Linked DNA regions of Mus musculus: regions 2, 3 and 4 are each linked to region 1. Evidence: chromatin contacts called from public Hi-C, Micro-C and promoter capture Hi-C data. All regions are on one chromosome and are shown on one strand. Each heading gives the region's core, a stretch centred on a gene start, on an enhancer-like site or on the middle of the called end of the contact. The rest is flanking DNA. Distances are from core to core; before and after follow the strand shown.

Evidence for each region. Promoter capture Hi-C pulls out the DNA fragments that hold promoters and counts their contacts. A called contact is a pair of places that touch in the nucleus more often than the background predicts.
Region 2: a contact with region 1 is called in a Micro-C map of embryonic stem cells, with 2.4 times the contacts expected there. The contact joins the enhancer-like site here to the promoter of Slk in region 1. A contact is called at or near these places in 9 of 39 promoter capture datasets (the 3T3-L1 cell line, cranial neural crest, embryonic stem cells and 4 more), 1 of 15 datasets of contacts at CTCF or cohesin (large pre-B cells), 13 of 484 Hi-C or Micro-C datasets (bone marrow-derived macrophages, cerebral cortex, cortical neurons and 7 more), 4 of 115 datasets of contacts at active chromatin or transcription factors (embryonic hindbrain, forebrain, large pre-B cells and 1 more) and 3 of 9 other capture datasets (adipose tissue, liver and macrophages).
Region 3: a promoter capture Hi-C map of embryonic stem cells shows a contact between it and region 1, with 3 times the contacts expected there. The contact joins the enhancer-like site here to the promoter of Slk in region 1. A contact is called at or near these places in 9 of 39 promoter capture datasets (the C10 cell line, HPC-7-derived erythroid cells, cranial neural crest and 3 more), 1 of 484 Hi-C or Micro-C datasets (liver), 3 of 115 datasets of contacts at active chromatin or transcription factors (all in embryonic stem cells) and 2 of 9 other capture datasets (adipose tissue and embryonic stem cells).
Region 4: a contact with region 1 is called in a Hi-C map of muscle stem cells, with 2.0 times the contacts expected there. The contact joins the enhancer-like site here to the promoter of Slk in region 1. A contact is called at or near these places in 14 of 39 promoter capture datasets (the C10 cell line, the HPC-7 cell line, cranial neural crest and 8 more), 16 of 484 Hi-C or Micro-C datasets (the C2C12 cell line, CD8 T cells, CD8 central memory T cells and 12 more), 2 of 115 datasets of contacts at active chromatin or transcription factors (forebrain and large pre-B cells) and 2 of 9 other capture datasets (adipose tissue and liver).

Annotation. Positions count from the first base shown.
Region 1 is chr19:47,578,210-47,581,794 of GRCm38.p6, forward strand. Slk (STE20-like kinase) reads left to right here and starts at 1,810. Exons shown (of 18, transcript NM_001164639.1): 1 at 1,810-2,134. The coding sequence starts at 1,985.
Region 2 is chr19:47,357,670-47,361,254 of GRCm38.p6, forward strand. All of the region lies in intron 5 of Sh3pxd2a (SH3 and PX domains 2A), which reads right to left. Among named protein-coding and RNA genes, the nearest start is that of Gm36885, 68 kb to the right of the region's middle. Within about 2 kb of position 1,717, at least 64 of the 459 cell types and tissues checked have an H3K27ac peak or open chromatin away from gene starts, as enhancers often do. A contact at or near this core is called in embryonic stem cells, where this site is marked.
Region 3 is chr19:47,788,120-47,791,704 of GRCm38.p6, forward strand. It overlaps Cfap43 (cilia and flagella associated protein 43), which reads right to left. Exons shown (of 38, transcript NM_027559.2): 12 at 3,300-3,403; 13 at 193-333. Among named protein-coding and RNA genes, the nearest start is that of Mir8090, 35 kb to the left of the region's middle. Within about 2 kb of position 1,727, at least 6 of the 459 cell types and tissues checked have an H3K27ac peak or open chromatin away from gene starts, as enhancers often do. A contact at or near this core is called in embryonic stem cells, where this site is marked.
Region 4 is chr19:47,708,776-47,712,360 of GRCm38.p6, forward strand. It overlaps the pseudogene Gm26085. Among named protein-coding and RNA genes, the nearest start is that of Gm24805, 4.3 kb to the right of the region's middle. Within about 2 kb of position 1,631, at least 16 of the 459 cell types and tissues checked have an H3K27ac peak or open chromatin away from gene starts, as enhancers often do. A contact at or near this core is called in the C2C12 cell line and muscle stem cells, where this site is marked.

The DNA.
Region 1 (3,585 bases), core at 560-3,059:
TCTCCATGAATAATATTAAAACTGACTAGGTCATTTTCATGGTGTGTGTAACATGGAAATACATGAAAGTGTATATTTTTAATGTATGCAGTTCAGTGTGTATCAATTATATATAAAATATCTTGAAACAGAAGGATCTTGAGAAAACAATCTTGAGCCTTTTACGGAACAACTGCTACATTTTGGGGCTAGAGCAAAACAAAACAAGAAAGAAAACAAGAAAAAAACAACAAGAAAGTGGTTAAGAGCAAATGCACTTAACTGCTGCACACTCGCTCTGGCCTCAAATTTAAGCGCTTGCTATTGTCCCCTTTGTACCACTAGGCCTCATCTTTTGTCAAAGTCTACTATTTTAATTTTTAAAACGTTTTCTTGTGGTATTCACTCATTTCCTGGTCTGCTTTCTACACCTACCCTGGAATGTGGCCCTGCTCTTGGTCACCTTGATGGGTGACCCCGCCTCTGCCTCCCCGCCCCCCTCCTCCCCAAAGGGCTTCTGTCAGGTGGAGGAGGGGGACGGTAAATCATTTGACAGACTCCAGGCGACACCCACATAGCCCCAGCAAATCTGGAATCCCCGGCTGGATTAGCTCAGGTGAGACTCAGGAAGGGCGGCACCAGTTTTCTGGCTGTGGAGGTGACCCAGAGGTTATCCTTAAGGGAGTGTCACCACTCCAGAAGCCGATCTTAAACAATTTCCTTTTTATTTTTTGAGACAGGGCTTTTTTCTGTAGCCCAGGCTGGTCTCGAACTCGTTATCATTCGTTGGCAGCTTCCCCAGGGCTCCACCACACCTACCTTTTAAACAATTTTTTTTTACAACCTATGTTTGCACTACCTTCATATTGAGTAAATATTGTGCACTTGCTGGTGCAAGCCCTGTGCAAAGGGTTTCCATTTATTGTCTCTTTTGATCTATGCCGCAACGTTTCAGTAAGGACTATGGAGATCATAGGAATGGGGACTCGGATGCTGTATTCAAAGTCACTGAACTATGGCTCAAAGCCCAGGCTCCCGGCTTTCCCTCTCCCTGGACTCTTGTATGAGTTCCGAAGCGGAAACAGTGCACTTTCAGGCACCCACAAGCATAGCCTGCTTTCCCGCGTCCCCCTTGTGCAGAATGAGGCAACATCCGCCAGCGCAATCAACAGGGTCGCGCCGAAGGAGACCTGGCCAACGACGTCGTGGAGCCACCCGGCTCGGGCTCGCAGAGGTCAACGCAAAACCCTCGAGGAGGATGGAAGCGCTCAAGCCTCCACCACACCTCCCGCCGCAGGCGCCACCGAGCCGCCGCGCCGCCAGCCCGGCGGAGCCAGCGCGCGTGCGCGGGGCCAGAGGGTACGCCCTCGCGAGCGCGCGGGGAGCGGGGCGCGTCACCGCGCGGGCGAGCGCGCGCGCGGCCGAGGAGCTCGGGCGCGCTGCGAGACGGCGTCGGCGTCCGTGCGCGCTGCGGGCCGAGGCTGTGTGGGCTGAGGCGACGAGCGAGGCAGCGGCGCCCCAGAGCCGAGGGGACGCGCGGGTGTCGCGCAGTGGGAGCGGACGCTTCGGAGCAGACGTGGGGCCCCGGCGGGAGAGCTTGGCTTCGCCGCTACGCGCCTGCCGGGCGCCGGCCGCTTCCCGGGTCCGGAGCGGCCGCCGCCCCGGGAGACGCGCGGTGACACGGGCCTAAGGCGCCGCGGGCCGCGGGCGTCCGCGCCGCTCGGACCCGTGCGGCCCGGTGCGGGCCGGGGACGAGCGCCGGGGCAGGTGCAGCCCCCGGGGCCCGCGAGCGAGGTGCCCACCGTGCCGCTCGGCCCGTCCCGGCTCGCGGCGGCCGCGCGCCCCACTCCGGGGCCGGAGCCCGGTCGGCGCCCCGCCTTCTCCGGGGAGCGCCCGGCGGGAGCGGCCCGGACCCCGGGCTCGCGCGGGAGACGACGCGCCACAAACTTTGCCTTTTATTGTTCCTAGCCCTTTAAGGGCAAGGGGCTCTGCTGGGCTTGGAAAAATGTCCTTCTTCAATTTCCGTAAGATCTTCAAGTTGGGGAGCGAGAAGAAGAAGAAACAGTACGAACACGTGAAGAGAGACCTGAACCCCGAAGAGTTTTGGGAGATTATTGGAGAACTGGGCGACGGAGCCTTCGGGAAAGTCTATAAGGTAAGAGGGGGAAAACGGGAAGTTGGCTTAGGAGGAGATGAAACGGCCGCCTGTCCGGAGTGGCACGAGGACTTCACCCCAGCAGCCCTTCCCGTGACTTGCCCGCTCCTTGGCTTTGTAGGTTGAAACTTCAGCTCAGCATCCAAGCCGTTACGGAATACCGTGGGGCCGGATGCAGTTTCAGGAGTGATGGGTCTGCAGTCTAAACCCTGTCAAACTTCCGAATTTAATGGGAGGAGCGGGTGGTTGCGGCCCGGCCCTCGAGTCTTTTAAAATCGGAAACTCGTTAGCTTCTTTCTCCCTGTGCTGATGTTTGTTTACTAGTGGCGTTTGCATGTGTGCATGAAACAGGTAACTTTTTGGAGATGGGGACAGTATGTATAATTCAGATAAAACGAGCAAAAGGTGCCTGGCCAGCATGGAGCCCGTTCTTGAGTTGGTTGCTTGGCCACATGGGATGGAATTTCTGACAACATTTCCAGGAGATCTTCATTTCATCCTAGTTTTGAAATTCGATAAGCATTGGCTAGAAGGCAATACCAGTGCTTGAGGAATCAGAAAACTACACGAGTATTTATGTATTTCAATAGAGGTTTGATGTTTCTACACAAAGGTGTGAATGTTAACTGTTTACCCTGTCCTAGGAAGTATATGAATGATGTCATTGGAATATTTACTTCCTGAAGGGCGAGGTTTTTATGAGCCACAGTTTAGGGGTAGGACCCACTGGTTGCCTAGAATTGAAAACATAGATTCAAGACTTTCCATTCTCACATAATTTGTATCGTATAAAAGTCCTGAGAAGTGGCAGTGTCCACCTGCTCATGGAGGGAGACAGTGAAGCTCACAGACAGTTCATGGCCACCATGATTCAGTGTAGCCTTGAACTCAGGCCTCTGTGCCCATATGTAGTAGTGTCTTTTTACTTTTAATTCCATTCAGTCGAAAGCATGTCCTCTACTTTCTAAGCACAGCACACTTTGTCTTGTAATGCGTGCCTTGAATGCATTCTGTCAAAATTCTGGTCTTTTTTTTTTTTTTTTTTTTAATCCAGTCTGAAAGACACACTTTGATTGCTTGCTCTATGTGTTTTCAGAACATCTTGTTCACATGGCTACTGTAGCACTTGTCACATATTATAATTGACATTTTCATGTTTATATAATAAAATTAAGGCCCAAAGTTTCACATTTGAATCTATGCCTCACACATTTGTTGAAATGAAACAATGTATGTTACCTTTAGATGAATGCTAATGAAAGTCAGCATATAGTATGGTTTCAGCAAGAGCTTATTGTTGAAGATGCACAGCAGAAGGGCATGTAAGGGTGGTAGGAAGTCATCCTGGGGAGACTCGTTTAGTACTGGCTGTCAGAGCCAGCTTGGCGGTCATGACCAAAATAACCACCTCTCCCAACTTCGATTTTCTTAGTTCTAAAACCATAGGTTTC
Region 2 (3,585 bases), core at 467-2,966, 220 kb before region 1:
CCTGAGAGGTCACCAACTGGGGGGTTATACTCAAGAGTAGACAGCTATGGTCAGAATGAGCCTTTGGGCTTTGAGGAGAAAGGGGCCACCCGTCCTGGGGGAGGCAGAACACCTGCCTGCTGGATAGACCTGCGTGGGTGGGTAGATGGGGCTTACCTGTCCTGATGGAGATGCCCCAGGGTACCTGGGCCTCAGCCATGAGACAGGAAGTATGTGGAAATGAGAGACACCCACACCCCAACTCCTCCCAAGGCTGGGGATCAGGGGAGAACAGAAAGCACAATGTGAGAAAAATACCAGGACCCCAGGTCACCCTGTAGAGGCACCCCTATATTTTCCCTACGCTCTTGTTTAAGGGAGCCAGAAACCCTGTGTCAGCCCTGACGACAGCCTTTCGGCCTGCACCAAGCCCTCACTGACCTTTGCTGGAGTGACGGTCAGGCCAGACAAGGGCTTTTGAATCCTCGTCCCTCCTGTTGGTCTATCCAGCATGGTAGCGGGGACACAGAGGCTCTGTTCCTCGGTGCGGACACATTTCCCGTGGGCACCTTTGCACCCAGGTAGAAGGGACTGTGGTGGAGGTGGGCAGAATGCACTTACAGAGTCCTGTGCCCTTCCTCATCCAATCTCTCTCTGACCCACAGCCACTGGGCCGGGCTGGGTAAGACCGATTCTATGAAGAGATTCTCTGTGCATTAGCCAGTGGCCGCGGATGGGTTGCTGGGAGCACAGGGTGGCCCATGTCCCTGGCCAGACGAATGATGACAGATGAATAGAGTTGCCTAGCTGAGGGTCTCACCAGGACGCAGCCCAGCATAAGGTGGGGCTGGCTCTCAACCCCAGTGCCTCAGCCGGAGACCAGCTGGCTGCCTAAGCACCTAGGGGAAGAACCTGGAGGGAGGGCTCTGTGAGACGCCTCCAAACATAACCTACAGCTAGAGCCAGGTCCGTTCTCATTACCAGTTTCCCATCTGTACGGGATCGGGAGAGGAACCTTTGAACCTGGGTACAAAATAAGAATCAGGGGTTTGAAGAGAAGTGGTCCACTGAAGGTCACAGCAGCGCTGTGTGTTCTGACTGGACCACTAAGATTAACTCAGTGCAAGATTCAAACCTAGTTGTAGCCTTGAGTTGGCCTGTGTAGTTCCTAGCATATAGTAGGTGCTCAGTAAATACCTAGGCGTAAAGGAAGACTGCAGGAGGGACTCTCCCTGGACCTCTCTCCCACCTTCCATTTCCGTCCCAGGGAGAGGTGAGAAGAGCGGGGGAAGCAGCCAAGGCGTGCTCCACACGGCGTCTGTTGCTCTAACCAGCCCACGGATGGCTGAGCGACTTACACAGGTTGTAAAGCCACTGCCACCAAGGCTCTGCTCCCAGCCACAATGCATCCTGAATTCTGACTAAAATGTCACAGGTAAAGCTGGTGCCCTGCCTTGCAAGCAGGCCAGTTGAGTTTGAGAACGTGGGGACCCCAAAAACAGTCACCTCAAACTCTCAGAAACCTGGCCGCATTGCCAAGGTGCCCTTACACTGTCCCCCTGCTGGGTCTGAGGCAGGCTGATAGTTCCCTCTGTCCTAGACCACCTAGGACATGGGGAAATGAGGTGATCGGTCCATCTCCTCCTGGGACTTCCTAGTTTTACCAGCTGGTCCTGGATCAACCACCGCTGCCCGGCAGGAAGTGGGAGGAGCCTGGGCCTCAGGAAGTGGGAGGAGCCTGGACCCCGCTACAGCGAGTCTCTGCATCTAACCTCACCCTTCCCCACCTTGCCTGCTCTGTTCCTTCTTCCCCGGGAAAGCCTTATTCCTGTTTCCCAGGTATGCCATCTTACCCCTGAGACGGCCTGTCCCTGTGTGCCTGCTCCTGTGGCGCAAGAGCAGAGCTACCATAGGGATGCCAGGGTACGTGCCCAGGGTGCTGAGGTTGGTAGTGGAGCCAGGGCTTTCCCGGTTTGGCAGAGGGACTTTCCAGCAACACTTTGGCCCCCGAGACAGAAAGAAGCTGGCCTTCGAGGCAGACTGGGGCAAGATGGTTCTGATCTGCACAGACCCTACCACCACCCACTTGGAGTCTCTCTGAACATTGGGACATTGTTCTGGGCCTCAACAGAGGGCTCAGTGGCCCCGAGGCTGAAGAACAAAAACTAGTTTAGCAGGACTCTGCCTGTCGCCATGAAATTTCAAGAATTTCATCAGGGCAGGCTGGACAGGGGGGAATAAACAGAGAGCAGAGCTCACTGCCTGAGGGGTCCCTGCAGAAACCAAGGAGTGAGGCGAGCAGAGTCAGGGCCAATCGTCCTCCGGTATTGGTCGGGACAGTGGGCATATTTTTGGGTGTTGGGATGGGGACACAGGCAGAGCGCCCCCCCCCACACTTGTCTAGATTCATCCTGGCTGTCAGAACAAACACAGCATTCCCAGTATATCGGAACTGAATTCCCTCTCGTTTTAAGTGAGGGTTTTAAATTTAAACACTCTAAAATCTTATTCATCTATTTGTGTGGGCGGGCGACGTGCCACGGCGCATGTGCGGCGCTTAGAGGACAACGTGTGGGAGTCAGTTCCCGCTTTCCTCCCCGTGGGTCCCCAGACTGAACTCCGGTCTCCAGGTTTGAGGGCGACCACCTTTCCCCACCGAGACACCTTGCTGATCCACAGTTCCTCCCTTCCTTCTGGAGTCAGGGCCTCATGCAGCCCAGGCTGTCCTTGAACTCACACTGGAGCAGTGTGAGGAGACTCAAACCTGAAGCTTCATGCAAGCTTGTGGAGCAGGGAGCTGCGTGCCTAGTGCCAAGCACTGCTCATGATCTGCAGTCCTTCTCTCCTCACCCCAAGTCCCACATGGCTCCCCCAGAGTCCACGCAGATGGACTGAGATGTCCCGTCATGAGACTTTCTGGCCCACTAACCTCTTGTGACTATTAGGCAAAGGGCCTGGCCCAGGGAGGAGAGGTCTGATGTAGACCTGCTCTCAGGCCTCTAAGGTAGCATGCAGGAGTTTTAAGATCTATCTATCTCCCTGCTTCTTGGCTGTATGGACTGGGACTTTGGATTCACCATCTGCTAACTAGGATGTAAGACTCTTCCTCAGGTGGCCTGAGACATAAATGACAAAATAATGTGTAGAATTCACAGAGTGAGGCCAGCGAGGCGGACACTCTTCAATTTCTGCTCTCCTCTCTTCTCAGGATGTATACACACACATGTGTATGCATACATACATACATACATACATACACACACACACACACACACACACACACACACACACGCATATGTGTGGATACACACACATACACACACACATACACCTTTTTATATGCTAGCATTCCAAGAACACAGCTACAGATAGGCATATCAGTTAAATTCAATATGACAACATTAGGCGGTAAGGCCTTAGGAGATAATTAGCCCAGAAGAGGGAGCCTGCATGGACAGGACAGGAATCTTCTAAGAGAGCCCAGGTGGGGGCACTGGAGAGACAGCTCAGAGGTTAAAAGCACTGGCTGTTCTTCCAAAGGACCTCCGTTCAATTCTCAGCACCTACATGGCATCTCACAACTGTCTATAACTCCAGTTCCCAGGG
Region 3 (3,585 bases), core at 477-2,976, 210 kb after region 1:
AACAAACACACAAACAAAGAAACATCCCTGAGTCCCGAGGCACAGAGGAAGCTACACTTCACCATTTCACAGCCACGGAGTATTGCTTTGCAGAGATGCACGGAGAACAACCACTTTACCAAGAAACCAGAAACGGACGAGAGCGACTCATCCGGGCCAGGGATAAGGAGCTGAGTGCTCATTTAGCCTCACCTTCTGGTAACATGACTGGCAGGGTGAAGTATTCCAGCCTGCTTCTGCCCATATCTGGAAGCGGGTACAACACCAGCACTTCGACCACATCTGACTCCATGACAGACACCGTGGATATCTGCAGGATGTCCTTGCCCGTCTCTGAAAGTGAATGGGGATTGACTGTGTTAAAGAGCCCTGCATCATTCTAACTAAGACAGGAGAGAGACTACTTTCCTCAAATTCTCAGCATGATCCTTTGTTAATATTGAATATTTTAAACACACACACACACACACACACACACACACACACACACAGAGTTGTATTTAAGTGTGTCAAAATGGAGACACTGCTTCACTCAGTCTTAAGTAGCAAATTTTATTGGCTGACTTTTTTTTTTTTTAAAGATTTATTTATTTATTTATTTATTTATTTATTTATTTATTTATTTATTTATTATATGTAAGTACACTGTAGCTGTCTTCAGATGCACCAGAAGAGGGCATCAGATCTCATTACAGATGGTTGTGAGCCACCATGTGGTTGCTGGGATTTGAACTTCAGACCTTCGGTAGAGCAGTCGGGTGCTCTTACCCACTGAGCCATCTCACCAGCCCATTGGCTGACTTTTACAGTGACCTGTAAGCACGAGTTATGGGACCTGTTTGATAAACTGATAGGGGAGATTTCTGATTTTCCAGCCATGTGGGTTTGGTCATGCCTATGTTCCAACAGGGATGCCTTCCGGAGCCGGCCACCTTTGTTCTTCCCACCTGTACCCTGGGTGCTCATGTCCTGGCTCCCATCTGGGCACCGGCCGGTTCCAGGGCTCTCACACTGGGTGACCTTAGACACGGATGTTCTTGGCATCATTACGTAGGTAGTGGAAATGCCCCCGATGCTGAGTCTGACCCTTGGGAAATCCTGCTCAGTGACTTGCGCTATGCCACGTTTACCTCTCACCCAACTCTGAACAGTGCTTCTGTTCCCTGCCTCCCACCAAGGCACTCTGCGGCTTGGCTTCCTTAACAAGGGAGACAGGGGCCATCTCAGAAAATCCTGGACCTTACTCTGTTTCCTCATTTCTTTCCTGTTCACTCCATCATCTCCCTCTATTTTCTAGCACTGGCAGGATGTGGGGTTCCCGTCTGTGACTTTGAGCCCATTGAGACGACACACCTCCACTCGCTGCCTTTTGTCTCCTTGTATTCTCTTTGATGTTCTCTCTTCTTCCCACAAGAGGCTGGGACCCTCCTCCTTCTCTTTGCCCTGGACAGCTGGCACACAAACCTCTCTCACTCAGGCTGAGTTTCCCATGTCATCTTGTCCAGTGCTGGCTCGGCTTTTGCACATGTGCCCTCCATGGCCCACCGGTCTCTCAGGGAACACCTGCTAACTGACCAGCGTGGCCTATGCCTGCCTGCCTGCCTGCCTGCCTGGCGGGACTCTCACCCAGTCTGTCTTTCTCGAGCTGTTTCTGGAAGGGATGATGCAGGCCCCTCACTACTTGGAACCTCCGTGGCTTTCTTCACTGCTACATACTCTGCCTGTGGTTTCGGTGAGAGCTGAGGGTTCCCAGCTTCGCCCCTCCCATCTCCAGGCCAACCTTGCTGTACAATCAATTAAAGCTTATCCCGACTAGCTTAAGAAAAATTGCGATTCAGATTATGGTTTTTGTTTTGTTTTGTTTTTTCGAGACAGGGTTTCTCTGTGTAGCCTTGGCTGTCCTGGAACTCACTGTGTAGACCAGGCTGGCCTCAAACTCAGAAATCCGCCTGCCTCTGCCTCCCGAGTGCTGAGATTAAAGGCGTGCGCCACCACCGCCCCGGCTGTTTGTTTTTGTTTTTGTTTTTAAATTTGGCTTTGACAGTTACTGGGAGGTAACCCGTAATCTATGCTTCTAACTGCTGCCCTGGCTACCTCTCCAGTAGCCAGATACTTGCTGTTTCTCCTGCTCTCTTCTCATGGTATCTACCCTGTCCTCTCTCTTCTCTTTCTCGCTTTCTGCCCCTCTCAACTAGGTAACTAAAAAACCCTACCTGTCTCTAATTCTTCTAGTAGTTGGCTCTAGCAGTTTCTATTTAACTAATAGTTTTAAATTAGGAAAGAAGGTTTGCACAACAAAAGCTGGTGCGGGTCACCTTAAGAACTTACATCAAGGCCTAGACCCTCCCGGACAGAACTTAGCATTACAGTATATAGCAACAGGCCAACCTCCACCCAACCTCATTAGTTACAAACTGAATATTCAAGCAGCACAGCAGCCTCTCTGCTGTCAGCCCCCGGCTCTACCACATCAAGAGCCATCCAAGTTACAGACTGGGTTGCTCTTTGGCCCCAGTGAGCCGTTAGGTCACTGTCTTGACCGTGTGGAAGCCGGTGGCCCAAGAAGACACAATGTCATGGCTATCTGCCCAAATCTTCCACTTGGTTCTTATGTCAGTCCTAGGAAGCCTTGAGTTGTAGCACTAATGTGCGCACCCCATCCTGCACATGTGTTAAGGATCTGAGTCATCACTTCCCTTGGAATGTAGTCGCCTTCCATTTTTGGCACCCTCAGCTGGGACGCCTCCATCCACTCAGCTCCATCCACTCCTACCCCTTCACCTGAGGAATTACATAGCACGACATTGTTTCCTTGGCTTTCCCATGCCTCCCGCCCTGGCCCATATTCAACATTTTGTACTTAGTAAATTTTTTTAAAATAAATAAATGAATGAGTTTATAAATATATCTTGGAGAACACACACACACATTTGGGACTAAAGGTATGGAGAAAAATTAATTATTAAACAGAGGTCAGAGGTAAAAAGTTTTTAAAACTATTACGGTTGTAAGCCATCTGTTCCTCCTCTTGTAATATCAAAATGTTCGGACCTTTATCTAATTCAATAGTTGATACAAGGGTTGTTGTTGTTGTTGTTTTAGCATTAGTTACATACTAGACAACTCTAATCCTCTCAATTTCTCTAAATAGAATATAGAAATTTAACTTCTATTTAAAATTTTCTTTTTCAGGAAAATGCAACATACGTAATTGTTTTGATATAATTCAAATTTTTAGCTTTCAACTATTTGGCATAAAGTGATCTAAATTTTAAACTCACAAACATCCTGCATCATACCAGTGAATCCAAAAATTTGAAATGACTTTGAGGGTCTGGCATCGATGACAAAGATGTTTCCTTCCTCTGTACCAACTAACAGAAAGATTCCTCGCTGGTCATACCTGGAAGAGAAGAAATCCAACATACCCGTTATTCTCCATTTTATCAGCTTGGTGGTGAGTGAGCTTGCTGGATGCATGGCCACAGAAACACACTCAAAACCAGCCACTCTTAGCGTGGGTGGCATCATTTATTTACGGGTTCATTTATGTTGTGCTTTGGGGATGGAACTGGGTGGCCTGTG
Region 4 (3,585 bases), core at 381-2,880, 130 kb after region 1:
AATCACTTTCATGTCAGAACAACCTATTTATCAGCTTTCCCCTTACTGATTCACTCATTCTAGGTATTTCACTCAATATAAGCCATTCCTTTCTAGGTATCCCAGGCTGCCTTTCAGCTCATCAGCCCTCTTGCCCCTGCCTTCTAAGGGCTGGGATTGCATGCATGTGCTCCATACCTGGCAATATATCCATTCTGAATAAAAAAAAAAATTGCACATAGCATCAGCAAACGGAATGAACACATGACTTATTTTAATTCTATTTATTACTATTATTATTATTTTATTTAGGATGTTTTTGAGACCTCAGGTCTCATTATGTAGCCCAGGCTAGAGTCAAAATCACAGAGATCTGCCTGCTTCTGCCTCCGGACTGCTGGGATTAAAGGTATTCACCACTATGTCCAGTAGGGCTCCTTTTTACATAGGGTCCCAATAGCATAAAAATTTTGCAAATCCACAGGTGAGCATTCTGTTCCCATCATTTATTTATGCAGCTCTCATGACCTAGATTTATCCAGCCAGAGGCCCTTCAGAAAGAGAACACACTTACTTGGTCAGAGCGGGGGTTTCCTCTTCTCTGAAACCTGCGGGTTACGGCAAACTGTTGGGTAACTATAGTTTCCAAAAAGAAAGGCTATTCTATATATTTTCTATGATTAAACTTGTTATCTGATGGATAGAGTCTCTATAAAAACACAGATGAAAAATACAGAAAAGAGAGAGAGAGAGAGAGAGAGAGAGAGAGAGAGAGAGAGATGCCTGTGAACTTCAGGAGGAAGAGTTGGAGAAAACAGAGTTAAGCATTCACATCTGTTTTGCCATAACGAAATTCAGCTTTTACACACACTGCTTAGTGGTTGATTCTGAAAGAACCATTGGAGAAAGTCATTATTGTGATACAGGTGTAAAAACAGACATTGGAATGTTCAATGATTTTATTTTCTTAGTTTTCTAATTAATTCCCCCACAATTTTTTTTGTTTTAATGACATTTTTTTTTTTAACAAAGAAACTTCACCAAGCCTAGCACGAATCTAATCTTTCACAATGCTTTGATGTAACATAAAAGTCAACAACAAGCCAGGCATGGTGGCGCATGCCTTTAATCCCAGCACTCTGGAGGCAGAGGCAGGCAGATTTCTGAGTTCGAGGCCAGCCTGGTCTACAAAGTGAGTTCCAGGACAGCCAGGGCTATACAGAGAAACCCTGTCTTGGGAAAAAAAAAAATCAACAACATTATCGAAAGCAGCTCAAAGCTGTTGTGACAGGTTTCCAACATTGTGAACTAGGCAACCACCAAGAGCCTATGTAACTTCCATATGTTCAGTTCAAAATGTCAGTAAACTCATTTCATAACAACTTTGGACTGCTCTCTTCCCCCTTGTAGTAAGAATGGGGGCCCAAGTTGTTATGTTCAATAACTAAAAAACGAGCTAGTTACTCTCTCAGGGCTTAGGGTGAATATATTCAACAAAGTTCACTCTTAAGGACCAAAATGTAGTCTTAGAATTTGCCCTGTGGTCTTGAGCCATTTACCGGAAGCCATCCTGACCTGTTCCTTTTGGGTAGGAAAGAACAGCTGTCTACCTTTCCCGTCAGAGTGCTAGTTAGTCATCTCTGAGATGTCATCCTCGGGAATGCAGTGGAAGGAGTCAGAGATGACCCCCCCCCCCCATGCCGAGGTTCTACAGTCAGAGCTCATGTAGAAAAGCGTGCTGAGCCTCGTGAGATGGCTGGGCCAGGAGCAGGAACTGGCAGGTCCTTGTTCTGAGCATGTGTTGATTCAGAACCAACACATGATTCACAGAAGCCTGAATGTGGGAGATTGCTCAGAATGGCACATGGCCAGTGTTCCCTCAAACATGCCTGAGAACATTAACACATCTTCCCAGCTAGCAAAGACAAGTGGAAGGTAAGCTGGCTCTGAGGTTTTAGGCCTGGAAACTAACATCTCAACTACTTGACACTAACTTTTTATATACCTGTTATTTCCTTTATACCATTAGTTAATGGTATAAGAAATTCACAGCATCTCCCGCAAACACATAGCTATAGTTATAAAGATGATAAAAACCAATCAGTGATGCCCCTGCCCCTAGAAGGGTTACAGGTGGCTGCTGTGTCACATGTGTCTCAGTATGTGGCCAAGAGAGGCTCTGTCTACACTCAGTGTTCTATCTATGGACATCTAATAACCTAACATTCCCTGAAAACAGCAAGCCTGAGGTGACCACCAGTTCAGCACCAGACAGGCCAGGGTGGGCTTCCAGGATTGGGAGCAAGCCAGGGACTAGAACACCACCTCCCCCCTCCCCAACCTGGGATCTCTAGGCCCCAGGCAGGAGTGAGCCTGAGATAGACAACCCTTGCATGGGACTACTCTGGCAGGCCGGGTGACAGTCTAGTGCAGCACAGGCCTGGGGATGGGAGACAGATCATACCTGAGGTGACCCCCTGCCCAGAGCCATAATCCATGAGAGGGACACAGCACTCCTGAGACCACTGCTGAGACAACTCCAGACACTCAGGACTTTGGGATCCATTAAAAGGAGCAAGTAAGTGAAGGAGAAATGGAAGAGAAAGAGAAACAGAAGGACGTGGGCACAATGAAAAGAGGCAGAGCTGGAGACTGGACGGTAGTGAAGAACAGCATGATGCGAGTAGCCGGTGATGCCACCTGGGACCATGTCCTTTGCTGCCACCAGAGGCTACACCTGGGTCGCCGGTCCTGCAGCAATGTGGGAGACCTGTCCCTACTTCTTGTCCCCCATGTGGTGGCTTAGATGCCTTCCTCCCCTCCCCATCTCCCTTCAACACCTGCAGGCCTGGCCCCAGGATCATGAGAGCAGGAGAGCTGGCCCTGCCCCTCACCAGCTGTAGCACTTGGGAGAGTGTGCCCTGCACCTCACCTGGGCAGCAGGGTAGAGCTGGCCCTGGTTGCACCCTGGTTGGTGAGCCAGCCCTGAGGGTGTGAGATTGAGGGAGTCAGTGGATATCTGAGATACCTGAGCTCAGATATCTCTCAGGTCCAGATCCAGGGATTTGAATTGACTCACCCCAACATCTACCCCATCCATGAAATGCTGAAATTCATGAAGGGCCAGTCCTACGCATCCCAAACTACAGGATCTCCATGACACAGGGCAACAACAAGATTTCTGAGAGGACTTCTGGGTGGGGTGGGGTTGAGGCTCCAGTATTGACAGAGTAGCAGAAGCCAGAAGCCTCGTACCAGACCAAAGAGTCACTGCAATGAACATTTGTAAGCCAAAGAAGTGTGATCAAATGGGTGTATTGTGGGACACACTGTGACACACTACAGCTCCCACAATGAGATTTCTCTCTCTCTCTCTTTTTGTTTGTTTGTTTGTTTGTTTTTCGAGACAGGGTTTCTCTGTATAGCCCTGAGATTTTTTTTTTTCTCTTTTCGGGGTTTGGGGGTGGTGGAGATTGTAAGGGTGGTTGATGGTGAGAGATGAGTGAGATTGGGGTGCATGATGTGAAATTTATAGAGAACCAGAAAAAAGTAAAAACAAAACAAAAACCCAATCAGTAACGAAGTAACGGCTCTAGGAGCTGGACA